Linked DNA regions of Mus musculus: regions 2, 3, 4 and 5 are each linked to region 1. A link is a contact called in public promoter capture Hi-C data. All regions are on one chromosome and are shown on one strand. The core of a region is the stretch at or near the end of the contact, and the rest is flanking DNA. Distances in the headings are between cores, read along the strand shown. Region 1 holds the start of Cenpf (centromere protein F). Region 2 holds the start of 1700007P06Rik (RIKEN cDNA 1700007P06 gene). Region 3 holds the start of Kcnh1 (potassium voltage-gated channel, subfamily H (eag-related), member 1). Region 4 holds the start of Spata17 (spermatogenesis associated 17). Region 5 holds the start of Rcor3 (REST corepressor 3).

Evidence for each region. Promoter capture Hi-C pulls out the DNA fragments that hold promoters and counts their contacts. Capture Hi-C pulls out chosen DNA fragments and counts their contacts.
Region 2: a contact with region 1 is called in a promoter capture Hi-C map of hippocampal neurons, with 7 times the contacts expected there. The contact joins the promoter of 1700007P06Rik here to the promoter of Cenpf in region 1. A contact is called at or near these places in 2 of 39 promoter capture datasets (hippocampal neurons and liver).
Region 3: a contact with region 1 is called in a promoter capture Hi-C map of pre-B cells, with 4 times the contacts expected there. The contact joins the promoter of Kcnh1 here to the promoter of Cenpf in region 1.
Region 4: a promoter capture Hi-C map of pre-B cells shows a contact between it and region 1, with 8 times the contacts expected there. The contact joins the promoter of Spata17 here to the promoter of Cenpf in region 1. A contact is called at or near these places in 9 of 39 promoter capture datasets (the 3T3-L1 cell line, 3T3-L1-derived adipocytes, the C10 cell line and 5 more), 2 of 484 Hi-C or Micro-C datasets (CD8 T cells and pre-B cells) and 2 of 9 other capture datasets (adipose tissue and liver).
Region 5: a promoter capture Hi-C map of liver shows a contact between it and region 1, with 2.8 times the contacts expected there. The contact joins the promoter of Rcor3 here to the promoter of Cenpf in region 1. A contact is called at or near these places in 1 of 115 datasets of contacts at active chromatin or transcription factors (astrocytes) and 1 of 9 other capture datasets (liver).

What each region holds. Positions count from the first base shown.
Region 1 is chr1:189,685,886-189,689,903 of GRCm38.p6, reverse strand. It overlaps Cenpf (centromere protein F), which reads left to right and starts at 1,818. Exons shown (of 18, transcript NM_001081363.2): 1 at 1,818-1,928.
Region 2 is chr1:187,122,845-187,126,862 of GRCm38.p6, reverse strand. It overlaps 1700007P06Rik (RIKEN cDNA 1700007P06 gene), which reads right to left and starts at 1,725. Exons shown (of 3, transcript NR_040554.1): 1 at 1,548-1,725; 2 at 880-1,233. The region is part of intron 6 of Spata17 (spermatogenesis associated 17); the gene reads left to right. It overlaps Gm15509 (predicted gene 15509), which reads left to right and starts at 2,498. Exons shown (of 3, transcript NR_151534.1): 1 at 2,498-4,018.
Region 3 is chr1:192,188,614-192,192,631 of GRCm38.p6, reverse strand. It overlaps Kcnh1 (potassium voltage-gated channel, subfamily H (eag-related), member 1), which reads right to left and starts at 1,855. Exons shown (of 11, transcript NM_001038607.2): 1 at 1,546-1,855. The coding sequence starts at 1,624.
Region 4 is chr1:187,213,534-187,217,551 of GRCm38.p6, reverse strand. It overlaps Spata17 (spermatogenesis associated 17), which reads left to right and starts at 2,106. Exons shown (of 10, transcript NM_028848.3): 1 at 2,106-2,382. The coding sequence starts at 2,267. It overlaps Gpatch2 (G patch domain containing 2), which reads right to left and starts at 2,041. Exons shown (of 10, transcript NM_026367.4): 1 at 1,876-2,041. The coding sequence starts at 1,928.
Region 5 is chr1:192,136,347-192,140,364 of GRCm38.p6, reverse strand. Rcor3 (REST corepressor 3) reads left to right here and starts at 2,325. Exons shown (of 12, transcript NM_001346740.1): 1 at 2,325-2,626; 2 at 2,876-2,932. The coding sequence starts at 2,467. Gm10516 (predicted gene 10516) reads right to left here and starts at 3,467. Exons shown (of 4, transcript NR_033536.1): 1 at 3,304-3,467.

The sequences.
Region 1 (4,018 bases), core at 569-3,068:
TTTGCCAGAGAGAAAAAACAAAGTGTGGCATTTAGGGCTCAGCCCCATTCACCAAATGAATATATGTCTATGTCCGTTTGTCCATGTGTATGTACATAAATAATATGTAGGTATATGTGTATCTATGTAAGTTGGCATGAACACTTGTGAAATTGTTGAGACAGGTGGTCCGGCAGGGCCAGAGTGTGTGTGTGTAGTTGTGTGTTTGAATTCTTTCTTCCTCTTCTTTTCTCTCTGGCTCACAAAGAGTTAACAGACTCCAAGCCTCTAGCCTGGCCATGGAGGGGTCCTTGAGTCAGAGAGAAACTAAGCCTTTTTTCTAATACTCTTGTTGCTATCAGTTGGAGTCAAATTACCAGAAACCAGAGGTCTTAGAATAGCAAAGAATTAAAGAGAAAAACTCCTGAAAGCAAGCAGCTTTTGGACATACAATAGCAAAGAATTAAAGTCAGAGAAATTGCTAAAAGTAAGTAGTCTTTGGCTACAGAATAGCAAAGAGAACTGCCAAAGATAAAGCAGCTTTGGTCTCCATCTGACTCTGTAACTCTTAGCTGCCTTCCTGGGGAAACTGGGTGCTGGGATAAGCCCTGGGCACTAAGTGACCCTAAAAAGAAATGGGATGTGAGCAGAGAGACAATGAGAGGGATCACTGGAGAGGAAAGAGGAACTGAGAGCATTTTTATGTTTTAATTTTATGTGCATGCATGTTTTGCCAGCACGTATGTCGTTACATACCTGTTGCCTGTGGGCCCAGAAAAGGGAATCAGATTCCCTGAGCTGGATTTATAGATAGTTGTGACCTACTATGTGGATGTTAGGAACTGTACCCAGGTCTTCTGCAAGAGCAGCAACTGCTGAGCCACCTCTACAATTCCAAGGATATTTACTTCTTTTTTTAAAATTATTTTATTTTAAATTTATTTTCCACACTCCATATTCCATACCCCCGCCCCTATCCACCCTCCGTTTGCATCACATCCCATACCTCCTATGGATATTTACTTTTAAAGAAAAATATTTAGGCATTTAGGTGCTATTAGGAAAGTGGAAGCAGTATACTCAGTTTAGAAGAGCCTTGTGAATATTTGAATCTGATGAAGTGTTCCCCTCGGATCTCATATTCAGTAAATCCTGTCGGCGTGAGCCACCACAACCCATGCGAATCGCATATCCAGATTTTGAAAATATGGAGATGACAGAGAGGTCAGCAGTTGAGTTTTGCATGCATGTCTAGATTCAAGTTCAGATTATTTGTTATACTGTGCCTCTGTTATCCGCCCCCCCACCCCCCGCCTCCCCTCCCCTCTTCTTTTCTTTTCGAGACAAGGACTCTTGTCTATAGCCAGGCTGTCCTCCAAACGCCCTCCGCAGGGCTGCTATGGCAGGTGCGCGCCAACTTTTAAAGTAATAATCAACTTCGCAGCTAACTTTTATAATAATAATCCCCTCAGAGCTAACACCTTACGCTTGTCCTACGGTTAGAGCGAGCGGCCTCCCCGCAGCACAGACCTCACCTTACCCTGCTCCTCAAGCCCGCCCAGCCGCTCAGGGTTTAACCCTCATTCAGACCCGCAGTCCGCTCCTCCCAGCGTGCGGAGCCCGTCTCTAGGCAACGCCAGTGCATCCGACGTCTGCGCAGGCTCCGCCGCCGGCTCTGCTTGTTTTTAAACAGTCGTCCAAAAGGGCCAATCAGAGGCGGCTCACCGAGAAGCCGGGTGAGGACTGGTCGAAAGCCTCTCGCCATGGCCAATGGGCGTGGAGGCTAGCTGGGCGGGACCGGAAGTGAGCGGGAGGGAAGAGGGGCGGCGGCGGCGGGCAGTTTGAATCGCTCGTGCTGGTCGGGGAGGAACGGTGCGCTGTGTGAGGAGCTCGGCGGTGAGGAACTCGGGGCTCGCAGAGCCCGGAGCCAGGTTCTGTGAGGAGCTCAGGTGAGCAGCGTCCCCCCTCGGGGCCCCCGTCCTCCGCCCGCGGCCCCCCATCGGAGGCCCGCATGGTTTCTAGAAGCTTCTTTCTCACTTGGCGGCTTAGGGTCGCCAGGGTGCCAGGCTGTGCTGTGTGCTCAGCAGCCAGAACTAGCTAGCACTGGCAGAGAGGCAGGGGATCCTGACGGAGGACAACAGCAGAAACCTGCCAGACCCTCTTTAGGGCCTGAGGCGGGCGGTGGGCCCATGAACGGAGCCCTCCGCATTTTAAAGACATACTTTCGGTGGAAGTTCTTTTACACCGTCACCACAGAGATTTTGCTTCATCTTTCAAAGTCTTCTTCTCAGACCCTGCCTCTTTAATCTTAATTTTTTACATTTACGGATTTTACAACTTTTGCTCTAGTGACCCGATTTAGGTGGCTGACAGGTTGTTCCGTACCCAGTCAACACCTAATGGCAATTAGGCGATCGGTGTGATGTATTTATATATAAGTGTAGGAGAGGTAGAAAATGTATATAAGTGTGTAATGAACATAGTAAAAAAAAATGCCTTTTAAACACCCAAGACTAATAACCAAAACTCTGACATCACTCACTCCAAATAACAATCCTAAAACCCCATGATCCCCAGTGAACAGTATATAATTGGAGACTAAGACAATGCTCTGCGCTGCACATATGAGAAGACACCACCATAATCTGCCCTCAGGAGCCTCAAATCAAAAACTTCTGTTGGCTTGTAAGGCCTTAATGGGAAAGGTTGTGTGTAGTCTTGCTTCAATTTGATGTCCCAGGATCAGGTGGTATCCAAGGGGGTCTCCTCCCCTCTCTGAGAAGGGAAGGTGTTTGTGAGGATGGGACTGGGATCACAGGCAGAAGGGGAGGCTACCATTAGGATGTAGAATGAATAAATAATAATAATAAAAAGGAAAAAAAAAACTGAACCTGACAAGCTAAAATATGTCACCCAGGTGAGCAGCCCTGGGAAGATAGGGTTAAGACTGTAATTAGAAATTTAAAGTGTAAATACTGTATACTAATCCTCAGCATAATAAAATATAACTTTAGTTATCTTAACTACATTTGTAAATATCTTCTTGCTCTCAACAAAGTGTGTGACTACAAACATGAATATAGCTGTTTGTAGGTTTTGAATTAGAAAATAAACCTGCTGGATTCCCTTGCTTATATTGCCTCTCTAGATGTTTTGTTGCTTTTATTTTGTTTTGTTTTTTGACTTGTTGGCTGTGTAGCCCTGTCTGGCCTGGAACTCACTCTGTAGACCAGGCTGGCTTCAAACTCAGAGATCCACTGGCCTCTGTCTCCCAAGTGCTGGGGTGAAAGGTGGATATGGCTGTGGCACGTTGATGTATTGATTTCGGTGGCTGGCTGAATTGTTAAGACAATTTTTGCGTGTGGTTTTTGGTCTAATGTACTCTCCTCACTCTTGAATGAACAAGCTACAGGGTCAATTGCTCTTTGTTTTAGTTAAGAGGCCTTTGATTTCTTTCAGAAAATTTTGTGGGAAATTGAGTGTGGAGTTACACATGTCTTCTGTGAAATGAGATCTGGGAAAAAAAATAATGAAGCTGACACCAAAAACTGTCTTCAAGGCCCGGTATCTAATATGTCAAGATCCTTGTTTCTCTTTAACTTTTGAAAGTATTTTTTCAAAATATTTACAGTTAGATACTATCTCAGTATACAAACACGGATGTGGCTCGGAAAGCGGTGATCCACATTTCCTCAGCGTCATGAACTGAAGTATATTTTTGGGGCATTAACATCATAGATAACACATACAGAATGGGAGATGCCATTGTAATGCTCCAGGAAGTTGCCAACATCATTCTCACAATTGACAAAACAAGACAGAAAGAACAGTTGGGTCTGAGTGACAGTGGCAGGGCTCGAGTTGTCCTTTGAGTCCCTGTCTGTGTTCCTTTTTCATGGGGAGTGCCTTGATTACCTTTGCAACAGTCCTGGCAGTAGCCTAGCTCACTCGACTGAGGCATGCGTCAGTTTAACGAATGATAAGCTTGGGAAGAGTTAGAATCTCATGAGGAACTGACTGGAAGCTACGGCCTGTCTGG
Region 2 (4,018 bases), core at 476-2,975, 2.6 Mb after region 1:
AACATGTGTCTCTGACACCTTACTCCCAGATTAGGTACGAATGGTTCTTTAAATTAGTAATATTCATATTACTAATAAAGATGCTTTTTAATGATCCAAATGACAAAAATGGACTATTTGTTGCTATATTCAACACCATCTGCAATGCCAAGACATTCGATGGCAGAGGGAGTCAGGATCTTTGCCAGGGACCTGTGGTGGACTAATCAGGGTAGAAACTGGGCACGTGAGGGAAAGAAAGGCCTCAGAACCTAATCCCAGACACCCTTCCCTGCTTGAGTTCAGAACCAGTCAGAGAAAGATGGAACAGATCTGCTTTGTAAGTTCTGGACTCTGTGTCAGAAAGACTTTGATTTTGTGGGATTCTATCACTTCTTTCTGCTTCCCCCACTAAGACAGAGACCAGTCCCATCGCTGTACACAGAAAGGGAAAGAGGGAGGGGGTGTTTGCTTCCCATTGCCAGGCTTGCTTCCCAGAGGAGGAAGGCAGAGGCTAACCTAGGCTACAGCACCATCTGCACCCCAGACTGAAAACTTGTCTTCAGTGCTGCAGCAAAGGAGAGTGAGGAGCACGGGGAACTCCGCTCACTAGAATACAGTGTTGACAGGAGACTTAGGTTAGAGGGGGATGCTCAGACTAACTAGAATGTATCCCTGTTCCCAAAATAGCCACATGGGGGAGGAAGCTTGGCAAGATAGGGGATGAAAACAGCTAAACACAACACTTAGGGATGTTTACGACAGGTGAGAGGTGGGTGAGTGGCAGGAGGGTGAACTTTTCAATATGTAGGGAGAGACTAGCTTCCATGGCATGAAGTGGTAAAGACAGGACCGTTCACGGGCACTGTTGTGTGGAGAATCAGTAGCCCAAATCATTACCGTTGGAGCATCCCAGCATCCTCACTGTTCCCTGGCAGTGCTTCCCTGGCGCTGGGGAACCACACAGCAGATCCACGGCTCTTTATTCCAAGATGCTCGTTTCCCCTTCACACTTGTGGGAGGCGGCGGTGCAAGTCAGTGCTTCTTTTCCCTCAATCCTTAAATATTTTGTTCTAGTTTCTTTCTCTTCTTTCTTCGTTCTCTTCTTCCCTTCCTCCCCCTGTCTCATTCATCAATCCCTTCCTTCCGCCTCCCTTGTCCTCTTCCTTTCTGCCTTCCTTCATTCATGCTGAGCATCATGGTTCTTTCAGCCATGGTTCAGCACAGGTTCTTGAACCATGCTTGCTACCGTACCTGAACATGGGGACCAAAAAAGGGCAACAGTAAAAGTTTCTCGGACATGCAATGACCAAAATTAATCCAAAATCTAACACACAGGAGCTCAGGCTCTTTCTGGTAGTGCTCAGCTATTCTGCACTGTGAGATTTTATTCTGAGCACACAGCATCTAGGCCTGGTAGTGGCGCACCCTTACACGGTGCAATGACAGTGGATAAGCCTGAGGGAAATTGGCAGCCATTATACTTCAGATGTTTCTCTGGTCCTTTCCCACATTCTCGCTCATCATTCACAGTACAGACATGCCACACCTCCACCAAGTGCCCGTACCTCTTGGACATTCTGCTCCAGTTTTGCTTTTTTGTCTTGTTTTGAAATTTATCTTGACAAATCAGAGATCCTTTCCTCAGCCAGGCTCAGTCTCCTAAGAAGCCTCAGAGGCTTTCTTCACTGCTGCTTGAGCAGTGCTTCCTGGGTCCAACTTCATCTCTCCGCTCACACTGGCCATGTGCCCTACCATAGCATTCAGCCTTCTGGAATCCCTGGTGTGGAACTGGATGAATATGGAATGGAATTCTCACATTTATGACATATTTGGGCTTAGGTTTTATGAGTAACTTGCCCCCTTCTATGTCTCTCTTTCTTTGTCTCTGTCTCTCTCTGTGTGTCTCTGTCTCTCTGTCTGTCTGTCTGTCTCTCTCTGTGTTTGTGTGTATGTGTGATATATTCATGCGAATGTGCTGTATGTTGAAGTCAGAGGTCAGCCTTGGTTGTCTGTCCTCACCTACCACTTTATCTGAAAGAGTTTCTTTGTTGTTGGCCAGGTTAACTTGCCTGCACACTTCCTAGGATTCTCCATACTCGCCTCCCATCTGTCTGTGATTTCCCTTTGGACTGTAGTTATTGCCATCATTTTCGTGGTCACTCTGGGCTTTCGCCTAAGTTTATCTTTTAAAGGAGATATGAAAAATCAGGAAATTGAAAAATTATGGCCAAATTCAACTCAAATTCTCAACATTTTGGTAATATCCTTGTGCCACAGTGGCCAGATTGATGTCCCCTGACTGTGCCCCATGTCTTCCCCTCCTTTGCTCCTTCAGTCATTCTGTTGGCCTCAGTGCCTTTCTTCCATTTTTATTACAAAGTTCTATGTAGCCTTAGGACAAATTGTGAGAATTTTGCCTCAGAGACTGAGTTCCATACTGTGTTCTGTGTCTTTGATAACAGGCACTAGGAGATACCCACCATCAGCCAGTTATGCCACAGCCAGTCATGCCAAGTCTTGAGTTTTAACCTCTTTCTTTTAAGAATAGCTTCATGGGATGAAAGCCATCTCTTTGCATATCTTAGATTGAGCAGATTGGTAGGTGTTCTATAGTCATTGATTTTAATTAGGGAATATTGTATTTAAGTTACTTTCTTCTAACCCACATTTCACAGGAAATGCTTTAATGCATAATATTGATGAGAACAGCAAATTCACTTCTGAAAAAGCAAGATTTTTTTTTACTTAATAAAGACAGCTATTTAAAATATTTCTGATCATATTATAGTAAAATAATAGTAAATCTTTGTTTCTTCTCCTTCTAGAAATACTTAAAGAAAATAAAAATTCCTCCACAATAAAACAGGCAACCACAGTATCTATGGGGCGTCCTTTGCACCTCTACCTTTCCCTGACCAAAGCTCTGAGGGCCCTAGTGATCTCTTCCAGACAAGCAGAGCCCCAGGGAGTACTGGAGTCTCTTCCAGGCAAGAAGAATTGTGGGGCGGGGAAAGAGCTGGAATCTTCTTCTAGTGAATCAGGGCTGAATGCAGTTGTACTGCACTCCTGAGTTCCTCTGGAAGAACAGCCAGCAAGTGAGCACACCAGCCACAGGCAGACGTTAGTGGAAAATGGCCCCTGTGTGCTGCTGTGCAGGCCTGAGCTCTCAGAAGGCGGCGTGCTCATGTCTCAGGTCTGCTTTAACAGGCCTTTGCTGTACTTTGAATGACACCTTTAAGAAGTCTGCTTTCCTCTTTCCTCGATGTTCCTCTTCTTTCTTCCCTCCCCTCCCCTCCCCTCACCTCCCCTCCTCTCCCCTCTTCTTCTCTTTCCTTTTCTTTTCTTTTCTTTCCTGTTCAGTTCTGTTCTGTTCTGGTGGCAGGGGTAAGGACAGAATCTAGGACCTGACATGTTATAGGCAAGGACTACAGCTCAGAGACAAAGTGACAAAGAGTCACAAACGGAGGCCTGTGGGAAGTATATCGGCTTCCTAAGGTTTAAGCTAATGTGCTTTTAAATAATAAGACAGAGCAGCTACTAAGACTACCCAGACCCCGAATTTTCTTAACCACAGTAAAACAAACAGCATGTGTGCGAAGATAGTAATGGTTAGCTTTTGTGTATATATTTTTAATTGCTTTATGTCAATATGTTCATATCACAGATACTTTAGTGAGAGCCCAGTGATGAGTTCAGCCTGAGGTGCAGGAGGAATGACCATGCTTCCTCTAAGTCCTCAGCTGGGACAATCCCGTGTGCAGTAGCCTCCTGCACCCTGGGCTGCAGCAGTGGCAGGCAACATTCTCCTAAGAGCAGGGCAATTCCTTGCTGAGTGGGGGTTTTGTGAATCCCATAGCACACGTAGGCTGACGCTGTGCTAGAATGTCTTGCCATTGTTGTCCAGCAGCCCCTTCCATGGCAAGTAGTCCACTCAGTTCTCAGGTTCATCTTTACTTGTCCAGCCGTCAGGACTCTGCTACTATGTTTTGTTCTGTTTATGTTTTCTTTCAAACTGCATCGGTTTCAAGTTTAGTAG
Region 3 (4,018 bases), core at 606-3,105, 2.5 Mb before region 1:
TTAGCAATTATTACACACACACACACACACACACACACACACATACACACACAAGAGGGAGGGGCAGACCCAAGTAATGACTATGACCTTGTGGCTGCCTGTTTAGCAGTCATTACACACACACACACACACACACACACACACACACACACACGGCCCCTGGTAGTAACTGTGACCTTGCTTTAAAGACTCCTTTAAACCTTGGAGGGAAAGGTAATGACCGAGTAGTACTCATCTTTAAGAGGCACACAACAAAGGTGAGATAATTTCTAAGAAAGCTCTTAAATAGTAGGTAAGATTTGCTATGGTAGCCCACGGGCTTTGTCTTGTAAACTTAAGTCCCTTTTTAATTAAAGACACTGTATAAGAGGCAGGGGTCAGTTTTCACGCCCTTCCATTGAATCCCTAACTGAATTCAGCTGGAAGCTCATCACTATCAACCCAAGTTCCAAGGCTGCACGCCATGTTTACACTGGCAAAACCCAGCTCTTGAGTTAGGTCCCCACAGCCTCTCCAACGGAGAGAGTCGCCTGCTTCTGGAAGGAGAGGGGCCCAGAAGTCTGCTAGGGGGATCTCAGAATTGGGTAGCCTGGTGAACAGGTGTATGCAGCAACTCCCCATCTCCAGGACTGTATGTGCAAGCTGTGGGTCGGAAAGGTTTGGATAGCTCCCTTTGGATCGCTACTCTGAGGACTTTTCGCCTTCTGGGCTTCATGCTAATAAACCATAGGAAACTGCAATCTCTGAGTAAAAAGGTGTCGAAAATTATTCCCCTTCCATCAGTCATAGTAGGACTCTCTCCTCCCAGCTACAAAAACCTCGTGCTTGTGCACAGGTTTCTTGGGTAATGAATCGGCTTGTGATGGAGGACAAGATTGGGAGGGTTTAAAAGAGACAATAGATGCCAAATTTGTACCCGGGACCACTTAGTTCCCTCTGTTTCCCCGGCTGAGTCCAGAAAAACCATCGGACCTTCGTGAGCCATTTGCTCTAGCTGGTTGGCGAGGGTGCATAAGACAGCCCTGCCAAAGGGTTTCTTCTGGTCAGACTTTCCTGCTTAAGGGATGGAAGGTGGAGTTGGCAACGTCCCTGCACCCGAACAGGGCCAGGACCAGTAGCCCAGCTCTGCTGCTACCTCTGGCCTCCCTGCTCCTCAGGACTCCCGGGGAGCCTCCGCGGGGAGGCGGCCAGTGCGCATCAGGAGCGCAGTGCTTGAAGGTGGCCAGCCTGCAGCCACTTTTCGCATGACTTTTCTCACCAAATGCCAGGCTTTCCTGGAGAGGACAGCGGGAGGGCGCGGGAAAAGGCCCCAAAGGCGTAGGCTAGAGATCTCTCCTCCAGAGATGGGGCACACTAGACCCCCTCCAGCCCTGCCCACCTCCCAGGCCCGCAGGCAAGAGAAGCTGGTGAGCGGAGCTCCGGGATGCCCCCGCATCTGTTGGCACCAGGCGGGAGGCGTCTGCAATCACCGCACTCAGAAAAAAAAAAAAAAAAAAAAAAAATCAAAACCCACCTGGGCGACAGAAATCCAAAGGCAGTTCTTACCGTTGGACCGCCGCACGATGTTCTCCAGAAACGTGTTCTGCGGGGCCACTAGTCCCCGCCGGCCGCCAGCCATGGTCATCCTCCCGACTGCCGGACTCTGGGGGCGTCCGGCGCCGTGTCTCACCGCAGCAGGCGGCCGGGTGCGCAGCCCGCAAGCGTTCCTGGCTCCACGCGCCCCATGCGCTCCGCAGCCCCGGAGCGCAGGGGCGGCGGCTGGCTCCCGCTGCCGCCCTCGCTGCGCTCCGCACCTCCCCGCTGCGGCCCGCCCGGGTGTGCGCTCGAGTGCCCCGGGCTCGGTGCGCCGCGGCCGCCTCCCGTGGGCGGAGGGAGCCAGCCGGTCCAGGGCGCCCCCTACCGTGCGCGCATCCCTCGGGGACACAGCCGTAACCAAGAGCCACGGGGTGAGGCTGGAACCGGAGCGGCACCCTCTGGGTGCAGCGGGAAGTGTTATCCAGAGTGTGCCTGGGGTGTGCAGAGCACGGTGAGCAGCTTTATTGGTAAAGTCACATACACACACACACCCGAAAAGGTCACAAGAAGACTCTTTCTTTACGCGGTGTCAGATCGGAGTCAGAACCTTCAGGCTCTGCAAACAGCATGAGCTGCATGTCTATCCAGCTTCCCCAGAATTAACCAACCAAGTGTCTAAGGGCAACAACTTACAGAGTGACTGCCAGATTCAGCTCCCAGGAGCCGTTTTGGTTTGTCTTTACCATCAATGTGCCTGCAGCCTCCTCAGTTGATAAATGGCTTTCACCTGTTTGGCGTCTTCTCTTACAGAGCAATCATTTTACCAAAAAAGAAAAACAACAAAACATGAGTTGGCACATCGGGGTTTCCAGCTACAGTACAATCTCTTAAGATTTGTGTGTAAGGTGAAAAAAACAAAAAAAAAAACAAAAAACGGGAACTGGCTGTCCAGCATCAAAGAGGAGGGCTACTTCTGAAAGCTTCCCAAAGTAAAAGTACATCAGATTTTAATTAAACAGCCATAGCTGTGGCTTGGAGAAGCATCCACAAGGCACAGGTGAAGCAGGTGCGGCTTCACAGCAGGTAGAAATGACTTGGACCTCTTGTTCACTGAAGGAAGAGGGGGTGTTCCAACTGCACATAATGTGTACCTGTCGTTGTGCTGTGCGTGTGGCGGGGGACTGAGACAATGCCCACAGAAGGATGCATTGCTACTTGACTGGTTAGTTTCCAACTGGACAAAGATTCAAAATAAAATGCAAAGATAAACCCGCCGCTGAAGCCCGTGACGCCGGGGCTCACCTCCGGAAACACCTTAATGGTTCGCAAAGACACACTGTCTCAATTTTTTAATCTCAGAAGCAGAGCCAATTCCTTCCAGGCATTCTCTGAGTGGTCGAGCACTGCGGAGAATAGACGGGGGGGGGGGGGGGGGGATCCTGACTTTAAAGTTCTGTGCGGGAGGTCTGCAAAGATGGCTCAGCACCTGAGAGCACTCTTGCAGGAGACCTGCGTTTAGTTCACAGTAGGCCAAAGCCATCTGAAATTTCAGTTCCAGACCATTTGATGCCCTAGTCTGACTTCTTCAGGCACCAAGCATGTGCATAGTACACGTACAAACATGCAGGCAAAACACTCAAACTCACAAAATCTGTCTGAAAAAAAAAAAAATAAGTGCCAAATCAAATGTCATTTTCAGAGTGACTAAATTAATTGGGCCATTATAAATGTCACCTTTCATCTATCTGTGTGGATATAACTCAAGCAACGCTCCTGCCAGCAGAAGATGGCTCGGCAGGACTGGTGTGTGCTATGACTTGAAGGTAAAGCTGCATCTCTCCCACTGGATAACGGCTCCCTGCAGGTTAGAGCTGTGATTTCTTAAACACTGGCTCCGTCTAGTGGTTCTTTGTTCTATTACAAATGAGGTAAACTACTCAAAGAGAACTTGATTTTGATGGCTACCCACTTCATTTGAGTAGGTTCCTTTGAATAAGGCAAGATCTTACAGCTGTGCCATGCATGATGGAAAGTGCTCAAGGGGTAGCTTTACATGATTGTGTGTGTGTGTGTGTGTGTGTGTGTGTGTGTGAGAGAGAGAGAGAGAGAGAGAGAGAGAGAGAGAGAGAGAGAGAGAGAGAGAGACCCTTCAATCAAGATCATGCACCTGTTTGTGGAAGTGAAAACAATGGGGGTTGTGGGGTGGGGAGAGGCATCTGACAGAGAGAGACCATAAAATTTCCCTCCTACTCTGTGGCTTAGATAAAAAGGAACAGGTGTCATTCGTTTGAGGTGAGAGCCTTGGTGGGCTACCTGTTAAAAGGAGCTCAGGAGTAAGCTTCCCATATGAAGTATGCCATTTCTGTGGGTCTCAAAGCAGATGTGTGTATACACCTTTTCAGAGAGTGATTCCCATGGCACACAAAAACTACACTAAAACATCAACAATCTTTAATCACATTGAGAGAGTTCTTTGGGTCTTTGAAAGCACACCCAACGGTAC
Region 4 (4,018 bases), core at 857-3,356, 2.5 Mb after region 1:
GAGGAAAGGGAGATTGCTGGTGAAGAAGGGAAGGCAGGAGGGGAAGACAACAGTGGACTGGCATGCACACTAACTAGAAAAGAAAGGTCCTGGTTTTGTGTAACACGCTTCTTCGGACAGTTAAGACTCATTTTAAGGTGGCCAGTGGTGGCACACACCTTTGATCCCAGCACTTGGGAGGCTGAGGCAGGCAGATTTCTGAGTTCAAGGGCAGCTTGTTCTACAGAATGAGTTCCAGGACAGCCAGAGCTACACAGAGAAACCCTGTCTCAAAAAAAACCAAAGAGAGAGAGAGAGAGAGAGAGAGAGAGACTGACTCATTTTAAGACTTTCTTTCAAAAGCACCAGCTGATAGGTGCTAATGATATTCTGGTCTCACTCATTACAAAAGATGAGTTGTTTAGCAAGTAAAAACACTACTGCAAGTAACTCCAGTTTAGAGTAATAGCGCGTCAAGTAATAGCCAGTAATACACAGCGCTATCTATGCATGATAGGAGACAGAAAGCACAATGAAGAATAAATGGGGTCACCGGTTGGTTTGTGTGTTTATGTCAACTAGCACACAAATGACTTCCTTTCTATTAGGACCAGACCAATCTACTGAACACTTCCGTTCCTTACCAGGCTCTGAACATTGAAGCATTAAGTACACTTTAGAGGAAACACCAGGATGTAGGGAAGTTCCTTTATCTTGTTTTCTGTGGTGGTTCCTACCACATGTACAACTGCCAAAGCTAAGAAAAACTAGTGCATTGTGACCTGCGTCTCTTGTTCCAAGCTGAGTGCAACAATTACAATTGCTCATTTAAAAAGCTTCTCCTGGGCTGGTGAGATGGCTCAGTGGGTTAGAGCACCCGACTGCTCTTCCGAAGGTCCAGAGTTCAAATCCCAGCAACCACATGGTGGCTCACAACCATCCGTAACAAGATCTGACTCCCTCTTCTGGTATCCCTGAAGACAGCTACAATGTACTTACATATAATAAATAAATAAATCTTTAAAAAAATAAAAATAAAAATAAAAAAAAAAAATAAAAAGCTTCTCCTAGTATTCTAACTGAAAATCGTGAGAACTTAAAAGCTACAAGAAAAACAACACTGGTTAGAAATGGTCTCTAGAGAGGAACCAAATAAGCCATCTGACCTAAGATATTCTTTTAACTTTTCAGTTATCGGTGATGCTAAACAATCAGACATCACAGCCCACTGGCAGGAACTTTAAAAATCACAGTTCTTGACTTACTGGTCAGATTTTTATGTTTCAAGATGGACCGCAAGACATCTACTTTCTTGTTACACTAACGTTTCTCTGAAAAGCGTTGGAACAAACGGGGGGTGGGGGTGGGGGTGGAGGTTGGGCGACCAGGGTTTTCAACTAGAAAATCCAAAACTGAGCTATCATCTCTGGTACTCAGGGGCACAGGACAACTTTGCCTCTTAAATTTTCTGTACCTGCGAGTCTCCTACAGCAGGGATGTCATTAAAGATCAAGTGTGATTTGCGAAAGCAGTTTGGAAACTTACAGCAGTGGACCAGGGTACCCTAAAGACAAATTCCAACCTGGGGCTACTGGAAAACGCCCCTTTCCCATAAACTAGGACAGAGCCTCCAGGGCGGTGGAAAACTTCTAGGCTTTACACGAACCGAGCTGCGCAGGGAGTACAAGAGCCTGGTGTCTCTGCTACTAAGAAACTTCTGGGACTGGGAATTTCTGTGATCTTGTCAACCACGGAATCTAGTACAATGTGGCCGGTTTGGCAGGGACAACGGGAACGCGGCCTGAAGAAACTTGGTGCACGGCCGTCTCTGACCCGGAGCCCCGCGAGCTGCTCGCCGGCTCGCTCGCCCCGTTCCCAACCGCCCGCCGGGCTCACCAGCTCTTCCCGGCGGCGGTTCCGATCGCTGGGCGCCCGTCGGCCCCAAACATCAACGACACCCGGGAGCGCGGCCTCGAGGCTCAGGCCCGAGGACCGACTCCAACTCCCGCAGCCCCGGCCAATTCCACACAGGACTTCAGCATTTTGAGAGCAACTTCCGGAAGCCGGCTGGAGGCGGAAACCGGAAACCGGAAGCGACCATTCGCTCACCTTAGCCTACCCTGACCCTTCCCATCAGCAGCTCGAAATTCCAGGAGAAAGGGGCGAGTCGACTCAAGTCTGGTCTCACGTGTACAAATCCGATTTCTCTGTCCAGTTGCTTGAAACTGAAACAGAGTGAAAGGAAAGGCCGATAAGTCGGAAGTGACCTTGGTTCAGCCCAGTTGCCATGGAGACTAATAGTAACAATTTTGGTGAACTCCAGGAGTTGAAGGACATGGCTACTTTAGCCAAGCTGCTGGCGCGGGCACCCTTTCTAGAAAGTCAGTACTACTTTAGGAACCGGTGAGTAGTGAAGAGAGGGGTCTCAGAAGATGTTTACTGTTAACAAATTACTTAATTCAGGAAATAATTCTAAATTCTTCTTCTCCCCATGGGGATTCAAACATGATCAGAAGTTTATATATATATATATATATAATCAATCACAAGTGGATTATATATACATTGACAAGTCATTAATAAGTTAATATTCTCTAAGGAAGATCCCAGAATAGAGAATTATTAAGGGCCGCCCTAAATGAAGTAAACCCCGACTGGGGAAACAGGCAGGAGGATGACTGTGAGTCCAGTCCAGCCTGGGCAACACAGAAAATTCAAGGCTGCCCTGGGCAACATTTGGGAGTCTTCCTCAAAATACTGTTTTGTTTTGTGGGGCTTTTTTTTTTTCGACATTTTAAAATAATCACTGAGAAATTTGGTTTGGTGAAACCTATTTTATACAATGTAGGTCTAGTGGCCTAATTAACGTTAACCAGGCTTACCCAGGTAGTTCCATGAATTCAGAATATCAATGTCCAAATGGGAATTTGAGCTTCACTTAATCTCACAAACATCACAGAATTCAATTCATCTGTGATTCATTTGTCCAAGTGAAGTTTCTATACCATTGTGACAAGATAATTGGTACAGTAAATGGGCAAGAGCTAAGGCAGCATTCTCACCCCCCACACCTAAACTTCCTCTCCATGAAAAGGGGACATTGAAACTAGAAGCAATGGCCCAGTGGTTTTCAAAACTTAGAAGGAATCACAAAAAGTACATTACAAAAAGTGTGATAAATTATAGCAGACCAGCAGTGACCAAGTCAGTGTGAGAAAGTCCTGATAAGCTATTCTTATCCTAACATACATCTCAACTATAGTTTTGCTATTTCATCGTGAACCTCTAGCAACTACAGTGATAATTCAATCTTGTAACTTTTGTGAGAAACTATGGATTTTCTTGCTAGAAGTAGGCCAATGTTGCTTTTTTTCTTGCCTCTTAGTTTAACCATTATTTCAGCCTGTACTGTCTTGCTTCCTGAAATGGAATAGCTACAACAGTTATTTAGTGAATAATCACATTACCGAAGCTTCCAATTAATCATCTTTAAATAAGCATAGCCATTGCGCAATGGAATTCTTATACTTAACATTCAGAGATCATATAGTATTCATTTAGAGTTATGTGGCAGGCTCCTGCTTGTTCATGACCTCAGTGTGCAGTGGGGACAAGTTGACTCCTTCATGCTATTGTGGAGCAGACATTGAGAACGGAATTGTGATGCGCTCGCTCTAAGTCAAAACTGAGCTGCTGGTTTCCCTTCTGCTAGCTGGCATCCAGAGGGCCCGAATGTGTTAGGTGGGCTGTTAAAGGAAATAGGTCACTCAGGGATCACACTCAGCTATAGAGCCTGTGTATTTAAATACTGCACTACCTGGGAAGAAGTGTCCCGAGCAGCAGTAGTGGTATAGATATTCTGATCTATAGTGCTACCCACAACAGGACTGATGGCTGCTGGGGTGTGGTCCTCCGCATCAGCCTTCAGTGTAATCCCTTTACACTGTTCTGAATGTGGCCCCATTATCTCCATCACTGGAAAAATTTGTTTCTGACTCATAACAGTTCCTAGAGTGATCTTAATTTAGTAAGTTGATGT
Region 5 (4,018 bases), core at 1,076-3,575, 2.4 Mb before region 1:
TCTTCTCCAAGACTCATTGCTAGATAGAAGTCATCCCAAAAGATAACTGATCTTGATCCCTTGGCCTTCTAAACGTTGTCTTATTTGAAACAAAGTTTCTCCTGTATCCTTGCTTCTGGAATTCACATGATATCAAAGAGAAGCCCAGGCAACATACAACTTAGCTAATCCCCGACCTTTGCCTTATGTTTGGTCTTTGTAACTCTTGAGAAAACCTTAAAATGGAGTTAATTTAAATACTCAACAGACCAGTAGTGCCCCCCCCCCTTCAACCCATCTCAAGAGATATTATTAACCCCTAAAGCTCTCTTCTCCGCCCAGGGGCTTTCCTCCTCTCCAAACAGAAGTAGACATTCTTCCAGATTTCTACCTAGGGCTTTTCTGTTCTGTAATGTCTTATCTGGGAAGAGACCATTTTAAGGTCCACTACAATCACCCTTCTCAACCAGGCAAGTTTAGAGTGCTTTCCTTTTCTTAAAAGCAAAACAGAAATTTGTTTTCCTTAAACACACACACACACATCCCTTCACGCCAAAATCCTTCCCCAAAGGTGAATGCAGTCTTTGGTCTAAATATTCCAGTAGAATCATTTTACTGCCAAGATTCTACTAATCAAAATAGTCCCAAAAGCCCTTGAAACTTTTGATCCCTAATCTAGACGCAGATTCTTTTCTACAGAAAAGTGAATCAGCACTATTTCAGAGTTAAAAAGTGTATCTATTAAGAGGCCTCTATTTTGTTTTGTGGTTTTTTTTTTTCTTGAATTTTCTTTTTATAGGCTCTAGCTTTTGTACTCCAGGATCAAAGGAGCTGATGTGACAGGGCTGAGATGAGTCGTGTTCATTAGAGGTTGGAATGTAAAAAATAAAATATCATTTCAGTTGTCCATAACATTTCTCCTTGCAGAAAATAAAAATCAGACTTAAAATATCCTTCAGCAATGTGTTTTTTAAAAAAAGGAACCGATGCTAGGTGTGGTGGTGCAGCTCTTTACTCCCAGCACTCAGAAGACAGAGGCAAGCGGATCTCTGTGAGTTCCAGGACAGCCAGAAGTACACATAGAAATCCTGTCTCAAAAAATAAAACGGGAGGGGAGGTTGAGTTGTGGTTCAAAAATTAATGGACACATATAGAGCTAAAAATCAACTATTTCCAGTACCAGTACTGTTTCTCCACCCGGACAAAATACTCCCTCCTTTAGACAGATGACCGGCCTAATTCTTGTATCCCAGAGTTTTCTTGGCTGAATTCTTGAGTAGGTCTGTTATTTCTCAGTAACAGAATTCCAAAGAACAGTTTTAACCTTCAAGGTAATTTTACTGTTACCCCCAAATTCTGCAGGACACACATCTGTATATTAAGCAACTCCCCCCCCCCTTTACTCCTGAGACACAAATCGTCCTCCTTGCCCAGACAGTATGTCATAAGCAAATATCCTTAAATCTGGGGAAGAAATACAGTCCAGCCAATCTTCAACTGGGTGCAAACTGCCAGAAGGCAGCTGGCCTCACCTTTCTCTGCAGCAGCAGCACCTCTCTGCAGAGCACTTCTCTCTCCACCCTCTCCAGAATTGCTCTGAGCCACCACCCCAGGCAGTGTCGACCCAGATAGCACTGGCCCGGGGAAGGTAGAGTTCGGTTATTTATTTCCCCACTCGTGGCATTCGCTTCTTAGACAGCAAAAGGGAAAGAGCCAAGTGGAAATACTGCCCTTTCAGTCCCTCTCGGACCTCACAGCAGAGAGGAGCTGCCTCGCCAGGTCTTTAGGGCCGGTCTCATTCCGGAGTGAACCGATCCTGCCTCCAACCGGAGGACCCAGCTCCTACCCCGGGGCGCACCTCGCGGGAGCAGCTCCTGTCTGAGGCCGCCAACCCCTGCCCGCGTCACCGGAGCTGCTCCGGTCCAAGGCCGCCATCCTCATAGCTCCTGTCAAAGGCCGCCATCCCCGCCGCTCCTCACCGGAGCAGCTCCTGAGACCGCCATCCCGGGTTCCCGGTCACGGGAGCAGCTCCCGCCCCGCGGCCCCGCCTCAGCAGGCCAAATTCCTTCAGCTGAGACAGGGCAGAGGCCGCCTCCCCGCCCTCCATGCCGCCTCCGGGGCCTCCACATCGTCTCCCGGCCCTCGAGCGCCCGGGAACCGGCCGGCTGGGGACGCGCGGGGTCCCGGCCCTCTGGTCTCTCCGCCCCGCGGCCGGAACCTCCCTAGGGCGGAGTGATCGCGGCCGCCCAGTGAGGAGCGCGCGGCCACGAGGGGCGCTCGGCCGGGTGGCACGGCGCGGGGCGGCGGCGGCGGGGGAGGGGAGGGAGGCGGGGCCGGGGCGGGCCGGTGTGGGGCGACTGCGCTACGGCTCGACCGGGGCGGTGATGGCGGCTCCATATTAACACCTCCTCCTCCTCCTCCGCGCTCCCGCCCGCGCCCGCCAGCCGTCTCCCCCTTCCCTGACGCCACCTCTCCCCCTCCTCTACCATGCCCGGCATGATGGAGAAAGGGCCCGAGTTACTGGGGAAGAGCCGATCGGCCAACGGCGGCGCCAAGAGCCCGGCGGGAGGCGGCGGCTCCTCGGCCAACGGCGGGCTGCACTTCTCGGAGCCCGAGAGCGGCTGCAGCAGCGACGACGAGCACGGGGGTACCTCGCCGCGCTCCCCGCCCCCGCCCGTCCGCCCGGCCCCCTTCCCCGCGCCCTCCTCCCCCTCGGAGCCGAGCCGCGGCCGCCGGAACTCCCGGTGCCGCCGCAGCCCGCGACCCGCGCCTCCCCGCCCCCACCCGGCCACGGCCTCGCCCGCGCTCCCGCGGCTGGAGAGTCTCTGCCTTGCCCTTCCCCTCTCCTCTCCTTATTTATTACCATTTTACCATATATCTTGGCATTGCTTTGCAGATGTTGGGATGAGAGTCGGAGCTGAATACCAAGCTCGGATCCCTGAATTCGATCCAGGTAGATATATTTGCTCACAGGAAAACCCCATCTCTCTCTCTCTTTTTTTTTCCCCCAGGCTTGCTCTGGGGTGGCCGGCGTCGGGATGGGAGGGAGTTACGTGGTGTTGAGTGTGGGGCGCACCAGGAGAGGCCAGGGCAGGGCAGGGCAGGGCAGGGCATCGCGGGCGGGGAGGCTGGCAGGCTCGGCTGGGCAGTGACACAGGGCGTGGGGGTAGATGTGTGCATGGCAAGGTGAACATGGTTCCCTCCCGCGGCACTTGCACGCTGGTGGCTTCGCACGGAGGTCGCGGGTCCGAGGCCCGGGGCGTGGGGACTGCAAAACCAAGGGCTGCAGGAGAGGGCGTGCGATCTGTGTGTGCATGAACCTACCCCAGGTCAGATGCCACTCCGACCCGCCCTGGGAACCCGGGGCTCAGCCAGGCTCCGCAGGGCCACGCTTGGCAACCGCCTGCTGTCATTAGCCCGAGCCAAGGGCGAGCCCTGCGACCCCGGCGCACACGGGATCCTGGTTTTTCTTTCTGCCGAGGCGGTGTGGACCTGGGCGGGGAAACGCCCGTGCCCGACACCGCCCCGGTCGCCCCCAACCCCTCCCCGCGCGCCGACCCAGCCCGGGGAAGCCAGACCACAGGACAGCGGCAGCAGCTGCCAAGGAGACATTTTCTCCGGAACAGCCAGGTTCCAGCGCCCTCCGCCAGCGCAGCTTGCGGGCTCCCTCTCTACTTTTCTCCAAACAGGCTCCCCGGCTGTCACGGGATGTCAGGCTGCTCAGGGATTGGGCGAGAGTTCCGCATATGGAGGCGCCCTTGCTGGAGCCTCTGGGCCTGGAGTGCTCGGCTGCTCTAACCCAGCCAGACTTGCCACTGGGTGGGCTCTGCCCTTCCCTGCCTGAACTGCCCTCCCACTTTTCCTGCAGTCAGTTTTTGTCTAGAGCTCATTCTTAACCGCACTGCCCGAGTCCGACGCTGGAGTTGTAGTTGGTGTTGCAGAGGACTCACTTGTAATTTCACAAGGAAAGCAGTCATGTCCGTTTAGTTTAGGTATGCTAGGGGGCTTCCATCCTTCTCCCCATTAGGACTTACCAAGT